Regions from separate parts of the Mus musculus genome. Here regions 1, 2, 3 and 4 are each linked to region 5. A link is a contact called in public promoter capture Hi-C data. All regions are on one chromosome and are shown on one strand. Each heading gives the region's core, a stretch centred on a gene start, on an enhancer-like site or on the middle of the called end of the contact. The rest is flanking DNA. Distances are from core to core; before and after follow the strand shown.

Region 1 (4,227 bases), core at 1,307-3,806, 330 kb before region 5:
GGAGGGAGCAGAGGGCAAAACTCGTCAGCAGCACAAGTACTTGGATAAGAGTGGGAGGGGCCAACCCAGATAGGCGGGGCCTGTGGGTAGCATCACCCTGGGATGGAGCTAAGGCCCTCGTGGGGATCCTCAGCCTGCGTGCCAAGAGGGTCCACTCTGGTACCCTAGGGTGGCTGTGCTGATGATCAGGCCTGAGAAGAGTCCAAAGAAGGTAGGAATAGGTCCTAGAACACAGGAGGGAGAGGAAACTTGAGCAGGAGCCGGGGCGAGGCAAAGCTGGGCAGGGGCGGAGCTTAAGACAGAAAGAGGGAATGGAGGAGAGGGGGCGGAGCCAATCTGGGCAGGGGCGGGGTCTTTTACGCAAGAGGGAGGGGAAATGAGCAGGACCTGCTGTCCAAACCAAGGTGGGGGTGGGGTGGGGTGGTAGAACACAGCAGGGGCTGGACTTGAATGCAGGAGGGAGGCTAAACTTGAGTGGGAGCTGAGGGCAGAGACCAAGAAGGGCAAGGGCGGGGCCTAGTATCCAAGAGGCAAGCCTCTGGCCCATGGGGAGTAGGTATTTCTTGATGCCCAGGGCGCCATCCTCCAATGTCCCCCTATATTTGCAGGTACACAGAGTATTTTGCTGTATCTCTATCACTGCAGTTTCTGTTAACAAGCACACACTGAAAGGTATATTCCTGTTGACATTTAGCCAGGGAAGAAACAGCCTCAGGTCTGGAACAAGTTATAAGGAAGTTGGATGAAGAAAGTGCTCTCAAGTTCTCCCATTCTTCCCTCCCACTCACACTCACTTCCTACCCCCATCCCAGCCCTGCACCCACACACAGGGAGGCTCGCCTTCCGTGTGTGAGCCTTAGTGGGACATAATGAAGATGTCCTGCTGCCAACATCCTTCCTTCTTCCTCAGACCACTCACTCTGGTCATTCTGGGAGTGGGGGGAAAACAAAGCCCTGGGCCCCTTAAAGGGTCCTCCAGGAGCCAGTCCAAACTGCCCAGTCTGCTCAGCTTTGTCCCAGGTCCTGGGCCTGTGCACTGGCTGAGTTCTTGCTTGGACGCTCTTCCCTAAAACTTACTTCTTTCAAATCTTAGGTCCAAAGATACACTGTCTAAGCGCTACTGGCAATGCCACATGCTACCTTGCCATGTTCTAGGCTCCTCTCACCCATTCTTAGTCATGAGGGTTGGTTTATTTTAGTTCTGGGTGAAAAGGAGAAAATGTCACCATAGACACTGGACATGTCTGTAAAAGCAGGAATGAGGAGGCCCAGGCAGGAGAATTCAGCTTTGGTCCATATGAGTTCCAGACCAATCACGTACAAAGAATAAGACCCCGTCTAAAAAAGAAAAAAACCCACAAAGCTGGGTGATGGTGGAACACACTTTAATACCAACACTTAAGAGGCAGATGCAGGCAGAGCTGTGAGTTCGAGGCCAGCCTGGGCCACAAAGTGAGTTCCAGGACAGCCAGGACTGTTAGACAAACCTTGCCTCAAAACAAGCAAGCAAACAATAACCAACCAAAGGCAAACCAAACCAAACCCAACACAAAAATAAGTAATAAAGAAATAAAGTTGTGTGTGGGGGGGGTCTTGTGTATGGTTGAATCGGAATGACCCCTACAGTTTCATGTATTTGAATGCTTGGTCCCCATTTGGTAGAACTGTTTGGCAAGGATTAGGAGATAAGTTTTCTTGGGGCAGGGGTGACAGTGGTGTGGACTTTAAGGTTTCAAAAGCCCACACAATACCCTGTAGTCTCTTTCAGCTTATGAGCCACAATGTAAGCTCTCAGCTGCTGCTCCAGCGCCATCCCGGTTTGCCTGCTGTCATGCTCCGCGTTACGATGGTCATGGTCCTCTGAAACTGGAAGCAGAAAACTTTTCCTTCTATTGAGTTGCCTTGGCCATGGTGCTTTGTCAGGACAACTGAGAAGTAATTAGGACAATAGGTCTCCATAGACAATTACAAGGCATCCATGCATCCATGGTGCACATCTGCTCAAGCTCACCTTGCAACCGAACAGGGATCTACATGATGTCCACTTGGCCGCTAACCCCTCCTGCGGCACTTCGCACCCCAGTGTGGCTCCTTGTACTCCGGACCACCCACCGCCAACCCGTTCTCACATGACCCCAAGACTTCTACCCGGCAGGGATCCTCCAGCGCCTTGGCCTTGGCAAGTCAACAACCTTGGCAAGCGTCCATCTCACAGGCCATCTGTAGCCTCTCCAAGCTTCCTAGGTTAGAGCCACACCCCTAACCGCTCACGTGAACCAAAGGCCTGCTTCTCTGGAACAATCCAGCCCTCGCGTTGCCGTGGTAACCATCACTTAGGCTTGCTTCACCTGGGGGACACTCAATTCTCCGCGCGGGCGCGGGGAATCCGACCAGTGTCTTCCGAGGGCTCGTCTCTGTCGTGCCTCCAGACTACATTTCCCAGGAGCCTTCGCGGCCTAGCCCTTCTTTGGTCTTCCGCCTAACTAATACATTTCCCAGAAAGAATTGCGGCAGCCACGGACCTCGACCTACAAGAGTCTAACTCCATTGCGGCTGACAGCGACCACTACATTTCCCAGGAGTCTCAGCAGCGACACCAACCGGAAGCGGCGGGCGAATTACTTGTCCTTGCGCGGCGAGTGAAGCGAGAGACTAACCATGGTGGCTCGAGTGTGGTCGCTAATGAGGTGCGTGGACAATCGTGGAGGCCCTGAGAAAGTTCGGGGCTGTAGGCATCTCTGCCTCGTGGCTTAGGGTCCTGCGACGGCTCACTTCCGGTTGTTACGGACCTTTCTCACGGTCTGTGTAGGGAAACTGGCTTCAGCCAGCCCTTATCACCCTACTGCTTCAATTTACTCTTAGGTGCAATTCAGATGCGTAGGCAATCCTGCCCATCTCCCTCCGTAGCTGACTTGAGTAACTTGCGGGGAAGCTCCGCCAGACACCCTGGAAGGTTTTGTACCAGGGATCTTGAGTGTCCATTATCCTTTGCAGGGTTTCGAATGACCCACCCTGTCTCTCTTTAAGACTCCGTTTACTGCTAAAAGTCGTGTCACAAAGGCAAATGAAATGATCAACTGGCCGGGAGTGGTGGCACACGCCTTTAATCCCAGCACTTAGGAGGCAGAGGCAGTCGGATTTCTGAGTTCGAGGCCAGCCAGGTCTACAGAGTGAGTTCCAGGACAGCCAGGGCTACACAGAAACCCTGTCTCGAAAAACAAAACAACAACAACAAAAAATGATCAACTGTCTGATCTCTGAGATCCTGCCCCCCACAGCGTCTCCCTTCATGTATTCCTGAAGGTTCCTCATTAAGGGAAGTGTGGCTGGAGGAGCAGTCTACCTTGTTTATGACCAGGAGCTGCTGGGGCCTAGTGACAAGAGTGAGGCTGCCCTGCGGAAGGCCGAGGAGGTTGTGCCACCAGCAATGTACCAGTTCAGCCAATATGTGTGCCAGCAGACAGGTCTGGAGATGCCACAGGTACCTTGGCTGGGAGTGGGTGGCCTACAGGTTGCTTCTGGGTGTCCTTGGGGCCTCCTCCACCCCTGCTTGGTGGAGTTTTGTGTTTCTGGGTTTGGGAGACAAGGCTGTGACCTGTTTCCCGTGTCAGCCCGTGTTCCTCTTTCTTCCCAGCTCCCAACCCCTCCAAAGATTAAATTTCCAAACTTCCGTGATTCCTGGAACTCAGGTAGGCCCCTATGCCCCTGCTTGGGGGGATGCCTGGGCACCCCAGCCTCTCTCCCAGCCCTGTTTACCTCATTGACCCTTTCTACTCCTCCATGTTTTCCTGTTTGTGTGCCTGTATATCACCTATGGAACTAAGTAGAAAGGACTGGGTATGGTGGCCCATGATTGTGACTTTAGTATTTGGGAGGCCGAGGCAGGAAAATTGTAGTTTCAAGGCCAGCTTGATCTATAGCCAGGACTACACAGGGACATCCTTTCTCAAAAATAGGAAAAACAAAATACTTAAAAAAACCCTAAGGGGTTGGGGTTGTAGATCAGTGGTAAAGATCTTTCCTAGCATGCATAAAGCTCTGGGTCCTGTCGTCAGCACCCCATAAATCAGGCATGGTGTTTGTAGGTCTGTCATCTCAGCACTCAGTGCAGGCAAGAGAATGAAGGATTTCAGGGTCATCTTTGACTACATAGGGAATTCCAGGCCATATGGGATATATGAGACCTTGTCTCCACAAAGAAAAGCTGGATATTGTTATACACACCTA
Region 2 (4,068 bases), core at 598-3,097, 350 kb before region 5:
TTTATATCCCATCCCATGTACAATGCTGGGGAATCGAACCCAGAACCTTCGTGGGAAGGGGGCTCACTTCTTTGGAGGGGGTCTCCCCAGGCTCTTTTTATTGTTTATTCAGAGACAGGCTGACTAAGTAGCCCAGGCTAGCCTGAAACTCCCAATCCTCTTGCCTCCACTTCCTCACTGCTGTGATGGCAGGCATGGGTCACCTGCCAGGTTTCTGTGGTGCTGGAGTTGGTCCTGGCTTCACCAGGTGGGTCAGCCCTCAGCCCAGCGAACTCCAGCTCAAGCCACACCAGCAATTACTTTTCACAAGTATTTCTTAAGTTTCCCTACTTTGTTGTTGGTGAGCTTTTTTTTTTTTTTTTTTCTGGTTTGTAGCAAACAACTGCCTTTTGGGTGTGATGAGCCACTTGGGAGGTTGAGGTAAGGCATTGTATTCAGACACAGATCCGGCTATGTTGCACAGGCTGGCTGCAAAACTCACAGCAAGGGACTGCCTTGCTGAACTCCAGTGATGATAATCTAGAATTCAGGGCTTAAGAACTGAGGTCCCCAGGGGACAGTTAGTTAGCAGCCTCCACGACAGGATGGCTTTCTGAGCTGGGCACCAAAAGTGGGAGACTTTTCCTTTCTCAGCAGGGCTTCCCTGTCTCTTCCTGTCTTTGTTTGGACAGTGTCCTTAAACACAGGTGGCTGGCCTCTGAAAAGTGACCAGCTGCAGAACTCAGCACACACAGCCTGTTCTGGCTTCCCACCCACATGACCCATTGGCCCTTTCCACCTGTACCCCTCAAAAAAGCCCTTAAAGCCGGGCGTGGCACACGCCTTTAATCCCAGCACTCGGGAGGCAGAGGCAGGCGGATTTCTGAGTTCGAGGCTAGCCTGGTCTACAAAGTGAGTTCCAGGACAGCCAGGGCTATAAAGAGAAACCCTGTCTTGAAAAAACCAAAACCAACCAACCAACCAACCAACCAACCAAAAAAACCCCCAAAACCAAACCAAAAAGCCCTTAAATACGCTCTCATCCCTGGAAGAATACAGCAGACATCCCACTGCAGTAGTCTCCAGAGATCATTTTGTCCATATTCATGGCTGTCTGAACCCTCCTCTCCACCTCTGCCCCTTTTGTCCCCTCAGGCTGGTGACCTCCGGGGAGAAAAGTGGGAAGGAGGAGGGCATACAGAGACATACTTGCATGTTAGCGATCAGAGACACTGCTCACCATGGCACTAAGCACAGCATACTTCCCAACATGCACTCAGCCTCAACAGCCCATGGCACTGCTGCTGAGCCAGGTAGGGATGGATGGTGGGACAGATTGCAGACTGCACAAGGAACTTAGGTTTGACGCATGTCCAAAGCCCTGGCTCCACACCCAGAAATGGATTTTAGTGATTTGCTTGGGAGAGATATGCCAAATTTGATTTCTACAATTGGGCTGGAGGGTATGCCTGGGCTCCAACAAGAACCAGCCCCATTCCTCCTGTCATAAACCTCCCAGCAGGGCTGGAGAGATGGCTCAGTGGTTAAGAGCACTGACTGCTCTTCCAGTGGTCCTGAGTTCAATTCCCAGCAACCACATGGTGGCTCACAACCATCTGTAATGGGATTTAATGGCCTCTTCTGGTGCGTCTGAAGACAGCTACAGTGTATTCATATAAATAAAAAAAATAAAATTGAAATATCATTTAAAAAAAAAAAAAACCTCCCAGCAGCAATCCAACCCAGTTAGGCAGTTGTACCGGCACAGTGTGTGAGCCCTGACCATGGTGGCCACTGCTGCTGCTAGCATCAACACCAGCATCTTGCCTGGTTCTCCACAGCTAACACTGCTCTTCAACCGCCAAGCTTGAGAAAGTGTCTGAGCATGCGTGAGGTTAGGCCGCTTCTCTCCTACCCGCCTCTTGTCTGGGCACGCGCACCAGGTAAGAAGGCCACTAGCAGGACCTTTTGGACGTGTCGGACAAAAGCCCGGTTAGGTCTACGCAGAGGAAACTGGAAGGAGTGGGCATGCGCAATATGGAAGCAGAGCTCGCACATTTCAAACCTGAAAATTACACCCAGGTTCCCAGATCCATAAGTCAAAATCCAAAGCATGCCCAAACTTCAAGGAGGTCACCACAGCACTAGCATGAGCACACGTGGGTGTGGAAGCAGAGCTTTGGGCATGCATCAATCCACTCCCTGCTTTGTGGAGCCGGAGCATGCACACGGGTCTCTTGGGACGTGTCCTGGAAGCTTCAGTGTTTTGGTAAGTGCCTCACGGACCACTGACAACAAAGGCAACGCTGAGCAGGCGCACCTGCGCACGGCCTTTAGCATGCATACTATACGAGAGGCAAAAGCCCTCCAAGCACGCCTCCTCCAGTGTGGAGTGAAGATGCCACCAACTGCGTAGGGAGATGTAGTAAAACCTGTTGTTGTGTATCAACAAAGAACGCTGAAAAGACTAAAGTTAAAGGAGGGGTGCGCTGTACTTTTCTTCCGATGCCTTCAGAACACAGAATTTACCCTGTAAAACCTTTTTGATGGCAGTAGAAAAACAGAACGCAGTACTAAGGTACAGCTTGGACAGGACAAACCAGTAGTTGTAGGAACTGGGAGGGGCCACGCTTCTTCCAGGCCCCCTTCCTAGAGCGATGCCCCCCGCCCCCTCCGCACAAGCTCCAGTCTGGAGTCACCGCTCTGGCCACGCCCCTATGTCAAGCCCCGACCTTTGAGCCCGCCTTCGGCCATATCCCTGATTCCAGTTCCTCCAATCCCTGCCTGGTGGAGCGCCCCCCATTCGGACCACACACCAGTCCTGCTTTCTCCGTCATGTTTCCTCAAGCTTACTACACCTCTCACTTTTTCATCCAGATCCTCAAAGTCCTCTCTAGAACATCCTTCATCGGGCCACGCCCCCTTGCCGTCCAACTCCAAGCCCCGCTCTGAGCCTTGAACCACGCCCCTACTCCGCCCTCCCATCCCCAAACCCAGTCTCCCTCTGACCACGCCCACTCACTCACCTTATTCAAGCTCCGCCTCTCCAGCCCGAAGCACGCGAGCGTCATCACGTGCGCAAACGGGGGGCGAGCAGAGATGACGTAAGTGCGGTGCGCCGTCAGTATGGCTGTTCCATGGCGGCGAGCACAGGCTACGTGCGGCTCTGGGCCGCTGCGCGGTGCTGGGTTCTGCGGCGGCCGCTGCTGGCTGTCACCGGAGGCCGGGTCCCGAGCGCGTCCGGGTCGTGGCTGCGCCGAGGATGTCGGGCCTGCGACATGTCAGCTCCCTGGGGCGGCCGCGTTCTTCCCGGCGGGGTCCAGTGGCGGGGGCTGTGGGACTCGGGCAACCGCGGTGGCAGCGACGAGACCTCCGAGGGCGGTGCGGAGGACGGGGCCACGGCGAGCACCGGGGAAGGCCCGGTCGTCACAGCGCTCGCGCCCATGACCGTCCCGGATGTGTTTCCTCACCTGCCGCTCATCGCCATCACCCGCAACCCTGTGTTCCCGCGCTTTATCAAGATCGTGGAGGTAACCAGAGCCCCCGCTCCCCTGCTCTGCTAGCGGGACCGAGTGGTCTCTCAGCTCCCTCGCGTCTAAGAAACTTTTGGAACCGCACTCCTGCTTGTCATCGCACCACTCTGAGGCAAGAGGATACCACAGTCCTTGGTGGCTCACTTGGACACAAATTCTTCCCTTTTTCTGGTCCTTCAGGACCCGAGATAGTGAGTGTAGAAATCCCAGGCCGACTAGCAACAGAGTATAGTTATTTCGCTTCCATCCTGGTGAAAGTTTTGTAACGCCTTCTCAGCCTTGTTCAATGGTGTAGAGTTTATTCATTGAGACAGCCTTATGTATCTTTTGTCTTGAGACATTCTCCTTTTTCACACCCTTAATTACCCGCGTAATGTATCGGGCATAGTTGTGGGGATACAAAGTTACAGGCTTTAGGTATTACATTGTAGGAGTAGGAGAAAGGCCGGAATTACTGGAGTCTGAGTGGTTTACCAAAAAAAAAAAAGGGACAGGATTTTTTTTTTTTCCCTGACACTGTCCCTGACATCTTCCTGGTATTTACCCCTAAAAAGAA
Region 3 (4,495 bases), core at 604-3,103, 330 kb after region 5:
TATTTTGAGGAAGGGTCTGGCTAAGTTAACCAAGTATTTTGTAAACACAGCCTGTAGTCATACCAGGCCTTAAACTTGTGATGCTTCGGACTCACCATTCCATGTGGTGGGATTCCAAGAACAGACCACCACTCTTGACTCTAAATGCATGTGAGAAATTAGCAATTTGTGTCGGCCTTTTTTCAAAAGGTAGTTTAGCTAAAGGTGTTTCAATTATGGTTTTAAAAAAAATCAACTTTTGGTGCCATTAGTAGTTTATTATTCCCTATCATGTAGCTGTCATCTCCAATCTCTCCTACTCTTTCTTTCTCAGCACTAGCTGTCCATGAATTGATTCTTGGGTTCCTATTTTCATATGTGTTTTTGTTTAGGTTGGAGGTGGGTCTTTGGGGAGCTAGGCCTATCCAAGGCTTTCTCAGATGCCCCGATGAAAGCACCAAGGGATCATTGCTTTTGTGACCTCTCCAAGAGCAGACTTGGGAAGGTCTGGTCTGGTGCTTGGGCAAGCATCTTGAAGGAGTCAAAGGAACCACGGTCTTCAGTTATCAGTCTCATGGGTATCAGTCTCATGGCCAGTGTGTGCTCACTATGAGGTATCTATCCTGTGTCCTTCTAGCCAACATTGCTAAATTATCTTTCTGCTGACTGTCTCATTCTCCACCTATAGTGTATCAGAGCTGTATATCATCTGAAAAAACTTGCTTAACATGAGCCATCATGTTATGCAAGACATAGTGACCCCAAACTTTCTATTTTTGTCTTCTCCTCCCAGGTTCTCACCCTGGTCACCTCCCCTTTGGGGGCCAGAATAGTTGGTGTTTGGGTTCATAGACCAAGCTGGTTTAAACTTTTTTTTTTTTTGTGAGACAGGATTGCTTTGTGTATCCCTCCCTGGCTGTCCTGGAACTACTCTTTATACTAGGCTTAAACTTTTGATGTCCTGACTCCATTTCCCAAGTGCTGGCATGATGAGCCAGTGCAACCACTAAAGGCTGGGAATGTGTGTTTTGGCTACCAGTGTTTAACTGAGAGAAGTGTGAGCAATTTAGATGAGTCTTTTTAAAAAATGGTTGATGCCCGGTGAATATCAACCAGGAGGTTTAAATTTGACCTGGATAGTCTGGGTGCCCTTTTGGCTGTGAGGCAGGTGGATCACTCCACTTGAGGTTGTTTAGTGATCTGTGTATGCTAGAGACCTTGTGCCTAGATTAAATAGCCTCCTGGGTGCAGCAGAGCAGGGACGACTGCAGTCCTGCTGTTAGGAAACATTATATAGTAAGGTGAAGTAGCTTTGGCAGATCGAGCCGAAGTGTGTCCTGAGAAATTACGCCATGCATCTGGTGTAAAAAAACTTTATTGGGGGTGGGGGTTGGGGGACTGAGGTCCTGGGGAAGGGACAGAGGCAGAGAAGTGGACATGACAGACAGAGAGAGAAAGAAGCGCACACGGGGAACAGAGAGACGGCCTGCTGAGTAGGGAGAGAGCTCCGGTGGCTTAGGTGGATACATTCATCCTGAAACAGACCGGGCGCGCCTGGTGGCATCAGCAAATGATGGCATCTGATGACAGAAGTCTCTGCTAGGTCCCCGAGAGTAGGTTTGTGGACCTGCCTGTACGCTAACAGGCGCAAGTTCTGTGGCGATATGTCCCTGTCTCTCCGCGTCTGGGACAGTTCTGTGCCTGAGCGGAGACCAGGACTGGGAACCACTGTGCTGTGACACTTCACAGCCCTCGGTGTCTAGGGGAGCTGTCACTCATTCCTCACTAGCCAATCACGGCCGCATGGATCCGCTAGCCAGAATGGGGAGAGCACTTCCGTTCCCTAATACTAAAGGTTCGGGCTCGGGTCTGAGGGAGGCTCTTGTGGTTCTGTGTCCTGGTCTGCCACCCGCTGCCGGGAGCTGTGAGGAGAGCGGGGCGAGCTCGGTCTCCACGCCATGGTGAGCGGGGCCGCCGTCCCCACGCGGGGAGGAGCCGCGGGAGACTGTGTTGGGTTCCTCCCGGGGTGCGGGAACCGGCGGTCAGACTCGCCGCCCGGCGTGATTGCGTTTGTTCACCTGAGGTCCCTGCACCTCCGGAGCGGAAGCGCGACGTCTGACTTCGATCCCGGGCTGCGCCTGCGCAGAGTGTGGGGCGCGGGTCCTGGAGTGAAAACATCCTTGTTGCTGACGTCACCATGCAGTGAGCGCCTCAGCTGCTTTTCCTGTGTCCAGGGAAGGCAGATATGCTGACATGGAGAACCCTAGTTTCTCCGGTGTCTTCTACAAGTTCTGCACTTGGCACTTGATGTTCAGGAGTAGGATCCGTCCGCAGTTAGCTCTGTGCAGATGCAAAGTGTTTGCCATCGACACAGACTTGTAGATGCCTTGACCGTCCAGTAACGTGTGTTAGTAAGGCCAGGCTCACTGGGTTTCCTGGTCTCTTTCATCAACATTTACTCTATTTTACTTGTGTATTTTTTTTTTTTTCTGTCTAAGTTTGTTCTCATGTTCTGTTGATCTCTATTCTTTCCCAGGAAGTACTGTGCAGGCAGGTTTTTCCGGTTCCCTGAGAGAACTGGGTGGGGAGGGAAACAAGGGATAATACAGAGAAAAGATACATACTTAGATCTGAGTTTGGTCAGGCAGTGGTGGCGCACGCCTTTAATCCCAGCACTTGGGAGGCAGAGGCAGGTGGATTTCTGAGTTCGAGGCCAGCCTGGTCTACAGAGTGAGGTCCAGGACAGCCAGGGCTACACAGAGAATCCCTGTCTTGAAAAAGCCAAAACCAAACCAAACAAAAGAACAACAACAAACAGAAAAAACATAACAAAAAACCCCTGAGTTTGCAGGCCTCCAATTGTTTAATCTCTACTTAGACAAGGTAAGGAAGGTTATATTAAGAAAACCTGTATCCCAGCCAAAGGAGTTGTCTCTTCCCTATTTGGAAGAAATATTTTCTATCTTTTGTCTATCTGTCTGCTTATTTTTTTTTCTTGCTGTTTATATTTTCTTTCTTTATTGCAGCTGTTTGAGGTTTTGATGTCAGGTTATCGCTGTGTTTAGTATATGTCCAGTTTTGTGTGTTGATTATTTTTTTCATTCTTGGTTACTTATTTTCATCAGTTTCCTTTGGTATCAAAAATGGTGACACTTTTTATTGGGCATTTGTTGAATTTATAGCTCAAATTCTGCATTGTGATATTTTAGCATACTAGCCAAGATGGCAGCATACTACACAGTTGCTTTCTACTCAAGGTTAGGTCATTTCCTGCTAAGGTGAGGCCATCTTCCATCTTCTCAAAGGTTAAATGTAAAGTGCTACAGCCTTTTCCTTAGAAATACCCTTTTACGAGGTTGGCATAAACATAGAAGGAGATGGTACCTATGTCATGGTCTAGGCAGGTAGACCTCCCCACAGTTATGGAATAGAAGATAGATGTCCATGGCCTCAAGCAGAGACAGTTGATTCCATCCTTGTCTTACCATATAGATTGTATTGTGGAAGGCACGCTTTGTCATCTACCTATTTTACCTTCTCAGTCCTCAGACTCAAAGTATTGCTTTGCCTCATGTTATTCCAATTGAGTATGATCTGAGCTGTGATCAGACAGATCTCCTTGTTGGCTGGAATGTAAGACTTCCACATTTCAACTAGTTAAATAGTTGAATCACATTGAAAGCCTTGATAACCTTGTGTTGCACGTCTGCACAGCTAGAAATGCAGCTCCCACACGGCATCATCTACAACAGTCACACTTTAAGCACGCGAGAGAGTGCCTTCATTGCTTCCTCCTGACCTCATCCAAGGTTTTCCAGGTTCCATGAGGGAATGGTGCAGGGAGGGAAACGAGGAATAATACCATGTACTCAGAAAAAAGATAAGGACTTAAGCTGCAGTTTGGGGGCCTCCAATTGTTTAATCTCTTCCTGGAGAGGCTAGGGAAGGTTATATTAAGGAAGCCTATAACCTACTGAGAGGAGCTGGTTCCTCACTGTTCGGATGAAATATTGTCTTTGTCTTTTTCTCATTTTCTTTTTTCTCTCTTTCCCCCTTTCTCTACTTCCTTTATTTTCTTTCACTTTTTTCCCTTCAGAGCTGCTTTCTACTTAGGTTATGTACCTGTCATGGTTTATATTAGCTCAACAGCCTCATGGTCCTATTTTTGGTTGCTTGGTCTTCAATTAGTAGAACTGTGTAAACTTAAGCAGTATGACCTATGGGAGAAGGTTTGTCTTATTTGTTCAGGTGTGTAATTCTAGGTGACTTTTTGAGGTTTCAAAAGACCAGAGCAAGGCAGGTGTTTCTTTCTGTTGTCTGCCTGTGTATCAGGATGTAACACTCAGCCCCATGCCTGCCTATCATGATGCTTCCTTTCAAGATGACAATGGACTATCACTATAATCACTCCCAAATGTATTCCATTATTAGAGTTGCCTTGGTCATATTGCACTTTCACAGCCATCGGACAGTCACTAAGACAGGTTGTTTGTATAATAACTTGACATATTCTCTC
Region 4 (4,447 bases), core at 1,375-3,874, 310 kb before region 5:
GTACTGTAGACTTACCCTCTGATCTGACAAACATACAGGGGTGTGAGTGGAGACAAGCACAGACCAGGGTCCCTCTGCAACCCCCAAGAGGACAATGAGAACAGCACCCTAAAGCCAACCCTCAACTTCTAGTCTTGAGAGAGCTTGGTACTGCCAAGGCTGCACAGTGCCTCACCAGCAGGCCGAGCATCACCCTGGCCACCCCCTTTCACACCCTGTATGTTCTGTAGGTGACACCAGTGTAGGGAGCTTCTTGCCCATTCCAATAGAGATGTAGTGTCCTTAAAAAACAAACAACAAGCTGGGCAGTGATGGCGCATGCTTTTAATCCCAGCAGGGATTAAAGAGGCAGACGGATTTCTGAGTTCAAGGCCAGCCTGGTCTACAGAGTGAGTTCCAGGACAGCCAGGGCTACATAGAGAAACCCTGTGGGGGGGAGGGGGGGGACACGACGATGACACAACCAACAAACCAAAAAAAACCCAAAAACAAACAAACAAAACCCCCAAAAAGCCACCAAACCAAACCAACTGAAAAGAGTGCCTGACGTTCAGTAGGTAGTGTGCCTGCCCTGGCCTCTAACTTCCACACCTCATCTCACAAGCAAGTAATGTTATATGCTGTACATGTTCACAGTACATGAGAGGCCAGAAGACAACCTCAGCTTTCTCTTAGGTACCATCCACCTTGTCTTACAGACTTGACTGGACTAGTCAGGCAGTGAGCCTCAGGGATCGTCCTGTGTCTGTGAGCACTGGGATTGCGGCTGGCACCCCACCTGACCTTTACTGTTGGTGCTGGGCACAGAGCTCAGGCCTTCACACTGCTGCCCTCTCTGCTTGTCACAGTGTCTTCTCTCAACAGCAACTGGTGACTGACTTTGGATGGATCTAGGAGGGTTAAATCTCCAGTTCCTTGTGCAAGGGATGACTGGGCAGATGACAATGTCTGAAAGCTAGAGGGGACAGCTTTTCAAGGTGTAACACAAACAAAGTCTGCTTTCTAAGGTGGAGTAAACAACTACAAAAGCCAAAAGGGGGCCCTGTGGAGACTGAGCTTGTTTACCTGGACTAGACTGCAAGCCAAGCAATGCCTACCCTACCCTGAAGGCAAGCTACTACTGCCTTGATCTGAGGACACTCAGAAGAGGTTAAAGGTCTTCCTGACAGAGAATCTAGGCCACAAAGGAAGGCAATAGAAATGAGCCTCTTTCTCAGGGGGCTCAGTTTGAGGCTGGAACTAAATCCTCCGACTCCCACCTGACCACACAGAATGGAGTGTTATAGCAGTTGTGTGGCAGATGGTTCCAAGGGCCTCTGCAATATTGGGCAAGCATGTTACCTCTGATCTATGTGTCCAACCCCTTTTTTTTTAAAAAAAAAAAGAGACAAAACAAAAACCTACTATGTTTTACAGAAAGGCTTTCACGCATCCCAAGATGGCCTCAAACTTAGGATCCTTCTGCCTCCACCACTCCCGGCCTTAGGAAGTATTTGGGATAAAACTTAGGGTTTTGTGCATGCAAGGTAAGCACAATACCAAATGAGTAGCACACTACCAAATGAGTAGCTCTTGGACCTACTTTATACTTTGAAAAAGGCTTAGCTAGCCCTGAACTCTAATATTCAGGTTGGTTTGGAACTCCTCTACAGCCCAGGTTGGCCTTGAACTCACATCTGACTTACCTTTATCAACAGAAAAAAACGTTCTTTCCTTCCATCTCGTATCTTCCCCTAGCTTAGTTCTAGCAAAGAATTAGAAACAATTTATTTTTCCGCTTTGTTTTTGTTTTTTGTCTCCCTGGGCTACCTACATCCTCCGGCTGTCTGCGAACTCTGAGAGTTTCTCATGTTTCATCTCCACCACCCCTGCCCCCAACGTCACTGTGTCTTCCCAGATTAAAAGAAAAGAAAAGAAACAAAAACCACCTGTTCTGCCTCGGGGGCCGAAAAGGGACTTGGGATCGAATCCCGCCACAAGCTGACCCCACTGGATGACCTTGGCCGAGTCCCCTTCATCCCCCTTTGGGGTTGGGACTAAGCAGTACAGGGAACGCGGTGTCATCGATCCCCCGAACCCGTTCGTGGTGTTATTTCCCTCTGGTCGCATCGCTGGGGGCGTCGAGATTCGAATCCTTGCACCCGGCGCCCGCGGAGCCCCAGTATTAGCGCCCAGCGCGAAGGCCAACGGGCCACTCCGGGCCCGGCGGTGGGTGTCGCCATGGCGACCATGGGGTTCCCCCCCGCGAACCTCACCTTCTTCAGCCGCTCCATCAGCACGCTCTTGTTGCCGCTCGAGTCGAGGTTCCGCTTCTTCAGCTCCGCCCGCAGGTCGATCACCCGCAGGTCGCTGAGCCGCCGCGTCCCGGTCTCTGACGCCGCGGAGCTCACGGCCGCCGCGCCCGCCGCACTCGCGTCTCCTAAACCCGACAGAGTCTCCGCCATTCCAGGGACCCTGGTTCCGTCGCCCACTTCACACAGAACCGGGTCAGTGGGTTTGCGTGAGTGTGTTTTTTTTTTGATTTGTTATTATTATTATTTTTTTGAATCTCGGCCCTCTTACCACAAAATGGCGCCGCCTGAGAGGGAACCGCTTCAGCCTCCCCGGAGGCGCACCTCGACACTGCGCAGGCGCCGCCGGCGCGAGCCCTACGCTCTCAGACGCCTTTACCCAAGCGCAGTGTGCGCGGCGGCAGAGACGACGTAGGCGCGCCTCGCCGGCTCGCGCTTGGCCGCGGACCAAGACGCATGCGTGCTACAGGTCGTGCGCCTGCGCATCACTGTCGGAGCGCTGGCCGTAGAGCGGTGGCGTGCGCAGCCGGGCAACGCTGCGAGAGGCAAACGGGGGTCAGTGAGCGTAGCGAGGCGGTGCGCGTGCGCATTAAAAAGAGGGTGGCGACGGGGCCGGGGGGGGGGGGGGGAGGGGGGGCTTACGACCGGTTGCGCATGTGCACTTGTACCCGCGAGGCTCGAGACTGCTTTGGCGTGCGACCTAGGAGGTGCGTCAGAGCTGTGCGCCTGCGCAGCCGCAAAGGGAGGCGGGAGGAAGCGAGTGCGTTTTCCTCTTCGGCAGCGCCATTTTGTACTACCTCCGAGCCGCCACAGCTGGTGCCAGCGAGTGGAGGGGGTTCCGGAGCGAGTTGGGAAGTCGCGGAAGCGAGGATGGCGGAACCCGGGACCGGGTCGGGCGACCCCGCCTTTGGTCCGGGCGCCTCGGAGAGTGGGACGCGGCGGCTCAGCGACCTGCGGGTGATCGACCTGAGGGCGGAGCTGAAAAAGCGGAACCTGGATACGGGAGGCAACAAGAGCGTGCTGATGGAGCGGCTGAGGAAGGTGAGGGAACCCGAGTGGCGCCGTGGACCCGGGCACGTAACTGCCCGCGCAGACTCGGGCCGGCCTTCCCACCCCGAGCCCCCCCCCCCGACTTCGGTCTGTGCTGTCAGTTACCGAAGCAGCCGAGGCTGTGTGACCTTTACTAGTCGCTGCCCCTCTCTGTGTCTCGCCTCCCACTTGCCCCGGGATTTGCAGGAAGCCGGGCCTTGTTGAGTAATCGGGTGGCTCTGGGCACGTCTCCATGATGACCTTGCACCTGCAGCTGTCTTTTCCGCCACCCTAGTTTTACTCTTCTGGGGAATCTATCAGTCAACCCCACTGTTGGCGGTGCCCAGTGTCTCTGCACAGACCATGTTCGCTCCCAGGTCCGGTCCCCTCGCGCTTCCCTGGTCTTGGAGCCTAGTTGTCATCTCGAGTCAGCGTAAGATGTCACTTTCCTCCCCCTAGACAAGAAGTCTTGTCTACTGCCCTTCAGCGCTTGACACAAGCTTGCCTCTGTGGAACAGGGTCCTTGAGGGTTAGGGACTCCTGATTGGCTGCAAGTAGAAGGCGCCAGAATACTTTGAGGGAAAATTGGCCAGCGCTTTCTTCTTCGGTCTATGTTGTTTTTCCTTATCAAAAATCAGCGCCTCCCCTCCCACGCAAAACTTTTTTTGGAGAGCTACTGTGGCCCAGTGTGGCCTTGGACTTGCTGTGAAACCCAGACTAGACTTCAGCTCTTGGTCTCCTGCCCCCCCTTTTCACTTCCAAAATGCTGGAATTAAAGGTTTGCTTTGTTATGGGAGGCCTTTTGAGCGCCCCATTCAGCTCTTTGCCCTGCCTGAATCAAGGACAGGTTTCCTACCATCATCCCTGTGTTTGATGAAAGAGCACACAAGATGAGCGGTCACCAACCCTGATTTGGGGTTAATACTTGGATTTTATTCTATTTTTTTGTCTTGGGTTGGGGATTACATCTAGGGCTACAAGCTGCCAGGTCATGTATGACCACAACCTGCTGACAGTGACTCTGCAACCCAAGCTTTCAGCTTCCCTTTCTCTAGGTTTTGGGTCTTGAGCAGGGAAGGGGAGCTGGCTGCTAAATGTGGTCTTAAGCTAGATTGTGAACACTTGCA
Region 5 (4,326 bases), core at 848-3,347:
GAGTCTTCCCACTTTGAATGTTGGACGTGATCACTTGTGACCCTGTGGGGACAGCAGGAAGGGCCTGCTGCCTATTTTCCCTCCGTCTCTGTGATGTATGGAGAAGGGTCAGTGTGACAAGCTGAGCCTGCCAAATATGCCCACAGTCTGTTCCCCTTGATCTCAGGGAAGGTGGGGACAAGAAGATCTGGAGTTCAGGGTCATCCTTGACTACCTAGTAAGTTTGAAACTAACCTGGGCTACTTTGAGACTATGTTTCAAAACAGCAAAACTCGGGGCAGGAGAGCTGCCTGCTGTGGTAAAGTGCTTGGAGTTGTTTGGTTTGCGGTAGAAACTGAGAAAACTTACTTCAGAGACAGAAGCTTAAAAAATAAAAGCTTTATTTTCTGCACTGGCAGGGAGGTGGCCAGTTGGGGATCTGAACCCTGATGAGAGACTGCACGACGCTTTTTATAGGATGGGAACACAAAGCGAAGGGGACCTGGGTACTGACCAATCATATCTTGACACAAAGGGTTAAACAAGGACTTAACACTGGTGACTAGGTCTTATCTGGGTCACCTGGTTTCAGGGTCCTTGAGTCAGCTTTTACAGCCTAGTCCCCTCCTGGACTCTGACCTGGAATCTAGTGTGGTGAAGGACCAAAGGAGTGGGTGAGCCGCAGTAGTCAGTTAAATCAAGGCAGGGACACACTAACGACTTGTGTGCTTTAGTTTGGATAACTGGAGAACAGCATCTTCCTTCCTTACAGCCTTCACTGGCTAACAGACAAACATGAAAGATCTAAGAAGCAGGATAGGAGTTGTATTCTGGGGCCTGGGAACATGAACTCAGTCTTGACCCTGCCAGCAAGATAGAACTTGTTTCTGAGATGGCTGGACTCAGGAAACTGTCTCCTAAAGATGTGACCAAGAGCAAACACTTGATGTCAACCTCCAACTTACACAAATACGTGTGCATATGTAAGCATGAAAATGTGGAGAAGTCCGTCTGCTACCTGCTTTGGGGAGATGAGTGTCCAGAGTCTGGGAGAGATTGAGTTCAGTGGCATGAGGCAGATACTCCTGCCTAGACTCCCCAGCAAGAGGGTGGGGTGGTTCTCCTTTGTGCACCTCATCTTCCAGTCATAGTCCTCTGGGAACTGCTGCTTTTCTGTTTTCACAATTTAGTTTTATCAGTTTTAAAACATGCCATAGGGCTGGAGAGATGGCTCAGTGGCTAAGAGCACTGGCTACTCTTCCAGAGGTCCCCGAGTTCAACCCCTAGCAACCACATCCATCAGATGTGGCTCACAACCGACTGTAATGAGATCTGATGCCCTCTTCTGGTGTATCTGAAGAGAGCCAGAGTGTACTCATACGTAAAATAAATAAATAAAGCTTTAAAGTATGCCTGTAATCTCACCATCTAGCTGAGCTAGGAGGATAGCCCCAAGTCCCAGTATGCATACACAGACCGTTTCTCAAAAGTAAATACCCAGAAATCTCCGACAAATCTTTGTGTTGTGTCTCTGTGACGGCTCAGCAAGTAATGGTACTTGCGGTTCTTTGACCTACATTCATACATGCCTGCATGCACATACATACACACAACACCAAGTAAAATCAAGTAAAGAATTAAAAATATTTACAACCTAACAGTTGTATAAAACCTTGTGGCCTCCAGCACTTCTGTTTACTTATCTTGTATGAACTTATTTTTGAGATGGAGGTCTCACTCTGTGGGTCAGGCTTCCTTGGAACTCTGGGCAATCTCTCTGCTTTAGTTTTCTGTGTGATGCTGGACTGACAAGTGTGAGTCATCAGGTTCCCAGTGCACTTAGCCACATGGTGCTTTGCGAATCCCCAGAGTATGTCACTAGCTGAGCTCTTTGGCTAACAGCTTAAAGTTCTCTGTGGGCGGAGGGTTCCTTCTTCCTTTCCCCAGCTCTGGCCTCACAAAGTACAAGTCCTGCCTAGTTCCACGTGGCGCCAGGACACTGGGCGGGAGGGCAGGGCTTGGCTCAGCTAGATAAGATTACACGCTGACTTCATCCCCCCCCTACCCCCCCCCCCAGACCCGGAAGGGAGGAAGGGGCGGAACCGAACGCTCCCTCCTCCCTTCTCTCTCCTCCTCCTCCAGCAGCCACCAGGGACCGGGAGATCTACCAGCTCAAGACCCCTACAGCCAGGTAGGATGAAGGCAGAGGGAACAGGACGGCGGGCCGGCGGGCATAGGGTCGGGAATAGATGCTGGGCCGGCCACCTGCAGGCTGCCAGGTTCCTCAAGTTCTTTCCCATGGATACTCAGATCCGCAATCCAACTCCTAACTCCCAAACCAGCCCTGTGACCCTGGGTGCTCGCTCAGTTCCTAGTTACCCCCCCCCCCCCCCAACCTCCATGGCTAGATCTTCTAAGTCCCAGGTCTTCTCCAGCCCCAACAGCGAATCCTCAACCCTCTCCACCCTCAATCCCTCCCGTTGTCGCTATTTCCTGATCAGATCTGCTTTCTCTACCTCAATGTTCCCTGTCAAAATTCCTGCCCCAGACTAACACAGACACCATCTACTACTACCTGTGGGGACTGGCTTGCTGCACCTTCTACAGTCAACTATTTCCGGCCCCTGGATACATGCAAGGTCACCCTGGCAGTACAAAGTCCCTGAGTTCCAGAGCTGACAGTCAGCAGAGCCTGGAGGAGGGCCCCCCTGTGCCAGAGACTAAGTTCTGCCAGGGAGAGAAGGCCAGGGAAGAAAGAAAGAGGCCTATTTACCCCATCCACTCACCATCCACCCATCCTGGTTTCTGCTGTTCTGGGGATATCACACAGTCTCTTAGGCATGCTGGATGCTTTTTTTTTTTTTTTTTTTTTTGAGACAGGGTTTCTCTGTGTAGCCCTGGCTGTCCTGGAACTCACTCTGTAGACCAGGCTGGCCTTGAACTCGAAATCCACCTGCCTCTGCCTCCCAAGTGCTAGGATTAAAGGCCTGAGCCACCATTGCCAGACTGGCATGCTGGATGAGTGCTTTACCCACTGAGCACATCTCCTCCCTCTTCCTAACTCTCCCCTCCCCCTCCCCTTCTCCTTCCCTCCTTCTTTCTCTCTCTCTCCTTACTCTCCCCTTTCCTCTTCCCTCTCTCTTAAAAATAACTACCTTTATTTTTGTGTCATTTGTGTTATTTGTATCTTTTTTTTTTTTTTTTTTTTTTTTTGGTTTTTGAGGCAGGGTTTCTCTGTGTAGCCCTGGCTGTCCTGGAACTCACTTTGTAGACCAGGCTAGCCTTGAACTCAGAAATCTACCTGCCTCTGCCTCCTGAGTACTGGGATTAAAGGCGTGCGCCACCACGCCCAGCTGTGTTATTTGTATCTTAAGACAGGGTGTATCACTATGCTGACCAGGCTGACCTGGAACTTACCTAAGTGGACCCTGATCTCTTGGGTTCAAGAATCCTCCTGTTGTTGGGCAGTGGTTGTACATACCTTTGATCCCAGCACTCAGGAGGCAGAAGAGGGTGGATCTCTGAGTTTGTTTTTTTTAAAGATTTATTTATTATATATAAGTACACTATAGCTGTCTTCAGACATTCCAGAAAAGGGAGTCAAATCTTGTTACAGATGGTTGTGAGTCACCATATGGTTGCTGGGATTTGAACTCACGACCTTCGGAAGAGCAGTTGGTGCTCTTATCCGCTGAGCCATCTCACCAGCCTGGAGTTTGAGGCCAGCCTGGTCTACAGAGCGAGGTGCAGGACAGCCTGGGCTACACAGAGAAACCCTGTCTTGAAAAACCAACCCCCCCCCAAAAAAAAAAACCCAAAAACAAAACAAGAAAGAAGAAAGAGGGCTGGTGAGATGGCTCAGTGGGTAAGAGCACCTGACTGCTCTTCCAAAGGTCCGGAGTTCAAATCCCAGCAACCACATGGTGGCTCACAACCATCCGTAACGAGATCTGACTCCCTCTTCTGGAGTATCTGAAGATAGCTACAGTGTACTTACATATAATAAATAAATAAATCTTTAAAAAAAAAAAAAAAAGAAAGAAGAAAGAAAGAAATCCTCTGTCTCAGCTTTTCAGATATAGCTTGGACAAGAGGAAGCTGCTGCCCATACATGGTGGAGGCAGGAGGATCAGAAGTGTAAGGTTATGCTGGGCTACATAGTGCAAGGCCCAATCCTGTCTTAGCGACAAAAAAAGCAAATAAAACACAAGTACTGTGTGTCCTGCTCTGTTTTGTCTATTCACTGCTCAGTGTGTCAATAAACATTTCTCTCTCCTGTCTGCTCTCTTTCTCTCCTCTCTCTGCTGCTATCCTCTTTCCTGGCTGGGAGCTGAATGCAGGGCCTCA

Evidence for each region. Promoter capture Hi-C pulls out the DNA fragments that hold promoters and counts their contacts. Capture Hi-C pulls out chosen DNA fragments and counts their contacts.
Region 1: a promoter capture Hi-C map of liver shows a contact between it and region 5. The contact joins the promoter of Micos13 here to the promoter of Ticam1 in region 5. A contact is called at or near these places in 14 of 39 promoter capture datasets (the 3T3-L1 cell line, the C10 cell line, the HPC-7 cell line and 9 more), 4 of 484 Hi-C or Micro-C datasets (B cells, CD8 T cells, Th1 cells and 1 more), 16 of 115 datasets of contacts at active chromatin or transcription factors (bone marrow-derived dendritic cells, bone marrow-derived macrophages, double positive thymocytes and 11 more) and 4 of 9 other capture datasets (adipose tissue, embryonic stem cells, liver and 1 more).
Region 2: a contact with region 5 is called in a promoter capture Hi-C map of embryonic stem cells. The contact joins the promoter of Catsperd here to the promoter of Ticam1 in region 5. A contact is called at or near these places in 18 of 39 promoter capture datasets (the 3T3-L1 cell line, the C10 cell line, the HPC-7 cell line and 12 more), 4 of 484 Hi-C or Micro-C datasets (B cells, CD4 T cells, Th1 cells and 1 more), 19 of 115 datasets of contacts at active chromatin or transcription factors (CD8 T cells, bone marrow-derived dendritic cells, bone marrow-derived macrophages and 14 more) and 1 of 9 other capture datasets (pancreatic islet).
Region 3: a contact with region 5 is called in a promoter capture Hi-C map of adipose tissue. The contact joins the promoter of Zfp119b here to the promoter of Ticam1 in region 5. A contact is called at or near these places in 1 of 39 promoter capture datasets (embryonic stem cells), 2 of 484 Hi-C or Micro-C datasets (CD4 T cells and reprogramming fibroblasts), 3 of 115 datasets of contacts at active chromatin or transcription factors (embryonic limb bud and embryonic stem cells) and 3 of 9 other capture datasets (adipose tissue, liver and pancreatic islet).
Region 4: a contact with region 5 is called in a promoter capture Hi-C map of second pharyngeal arch cranial neural crest. The contact joins the promoter of Safb here to the promoter of Ticam1 in region 5. A contact is called at or near these places in 16 of 39 promoter capture datasets (3T3-L1-derived adipocytes, the C10 cell line, the HPC-7 cell line and 11 more), 5 of 484 Hi-C or Micro-C datasets (B cells, CD4 T cells, the HPC-7 cell line and 2 more), 27 of 115 datasets of contacts at active chromatin or transcription factors (the 230-238 cell line, CD8 T cells, DN3 thymocytes and 21 more) and 3 of 9 other capture datasets (adipose tissue, liver and pancreatic islet).

Annotation. Positions count from the first base shown.
Region 1 is chr17:56,608,100-56,612,326 of GRCm38.p6, reverse strand. It overlaps Micos13 (mitochondrial contact site and cristae organizing system subunit 13), which reads left to right and starts at 2,556. Exons shown (of 4, transcript NM_153152.4): 1 at 2,556-2,687; 2 at 3,304-3,481; 3 at 3,635-3,689. The coding sequence starts at 2,659. It also overlaps a transcript of Rpl36 not described here.
Region 2 is chr17:56,625,922-56,629,989 of GRCm38.p6, reverse strand. It overlaps Catsperd (cation channel sperm associated auxiliary subunit delta), which reads right to left and starts at 1,847. Exons shown (of 22, transcript NM_175350.3): 1 at 1,740-1,847. The coding sequence starts at 1,801. It overlaps Lonp1 (lon peptidase 1, mitochondrial), which reads left to right and starts at 3,087. Exons shown (of 18, transcript NM_028782.2): 1 at 3,087-3,509. The coding sequence starts at 3,117.
Region 3 is chr17:55,942,617-55,947,111 of GRCm38.p6, reverse strand. It overlaps Zfp119b (zinc finger protein 119b), which reads left to right and starts at 1,853. Exons shown (of 4, transcript NM_146249.4): 1 at 1,853-1,940. The coding sequence starts at 1,938.
Region 4 is chr17:56,583,159-56,587,605 of GRCm38.p6, reverse strand. It overlaps Safb (scaffold attachment factor B), which reads right to left and starts at 2,624. Exons shown (of 21, transcript NM_001163300.1): 1 at 2,256-2,624. The coding sequence starts at 2,444. It overlaps Safb2 (scaffold attachment factor B2), which reads left to right and starts at 3,021. Exons shown (of 21, transcript NM_001029979.3): 1 at 3,021-3,332. The coding sequence starts at 3,162.
Region 5 is chr17:56,274,538-56,278,863 of GRCm38.p6, reverse strand. It overlaps Ticam1 (toll-like receptor adaptor molecule 1), which reads left to right and starts at 2,097. Exons shown (of 2, transcript NM_174989.5): 1 at 2,097-2,170.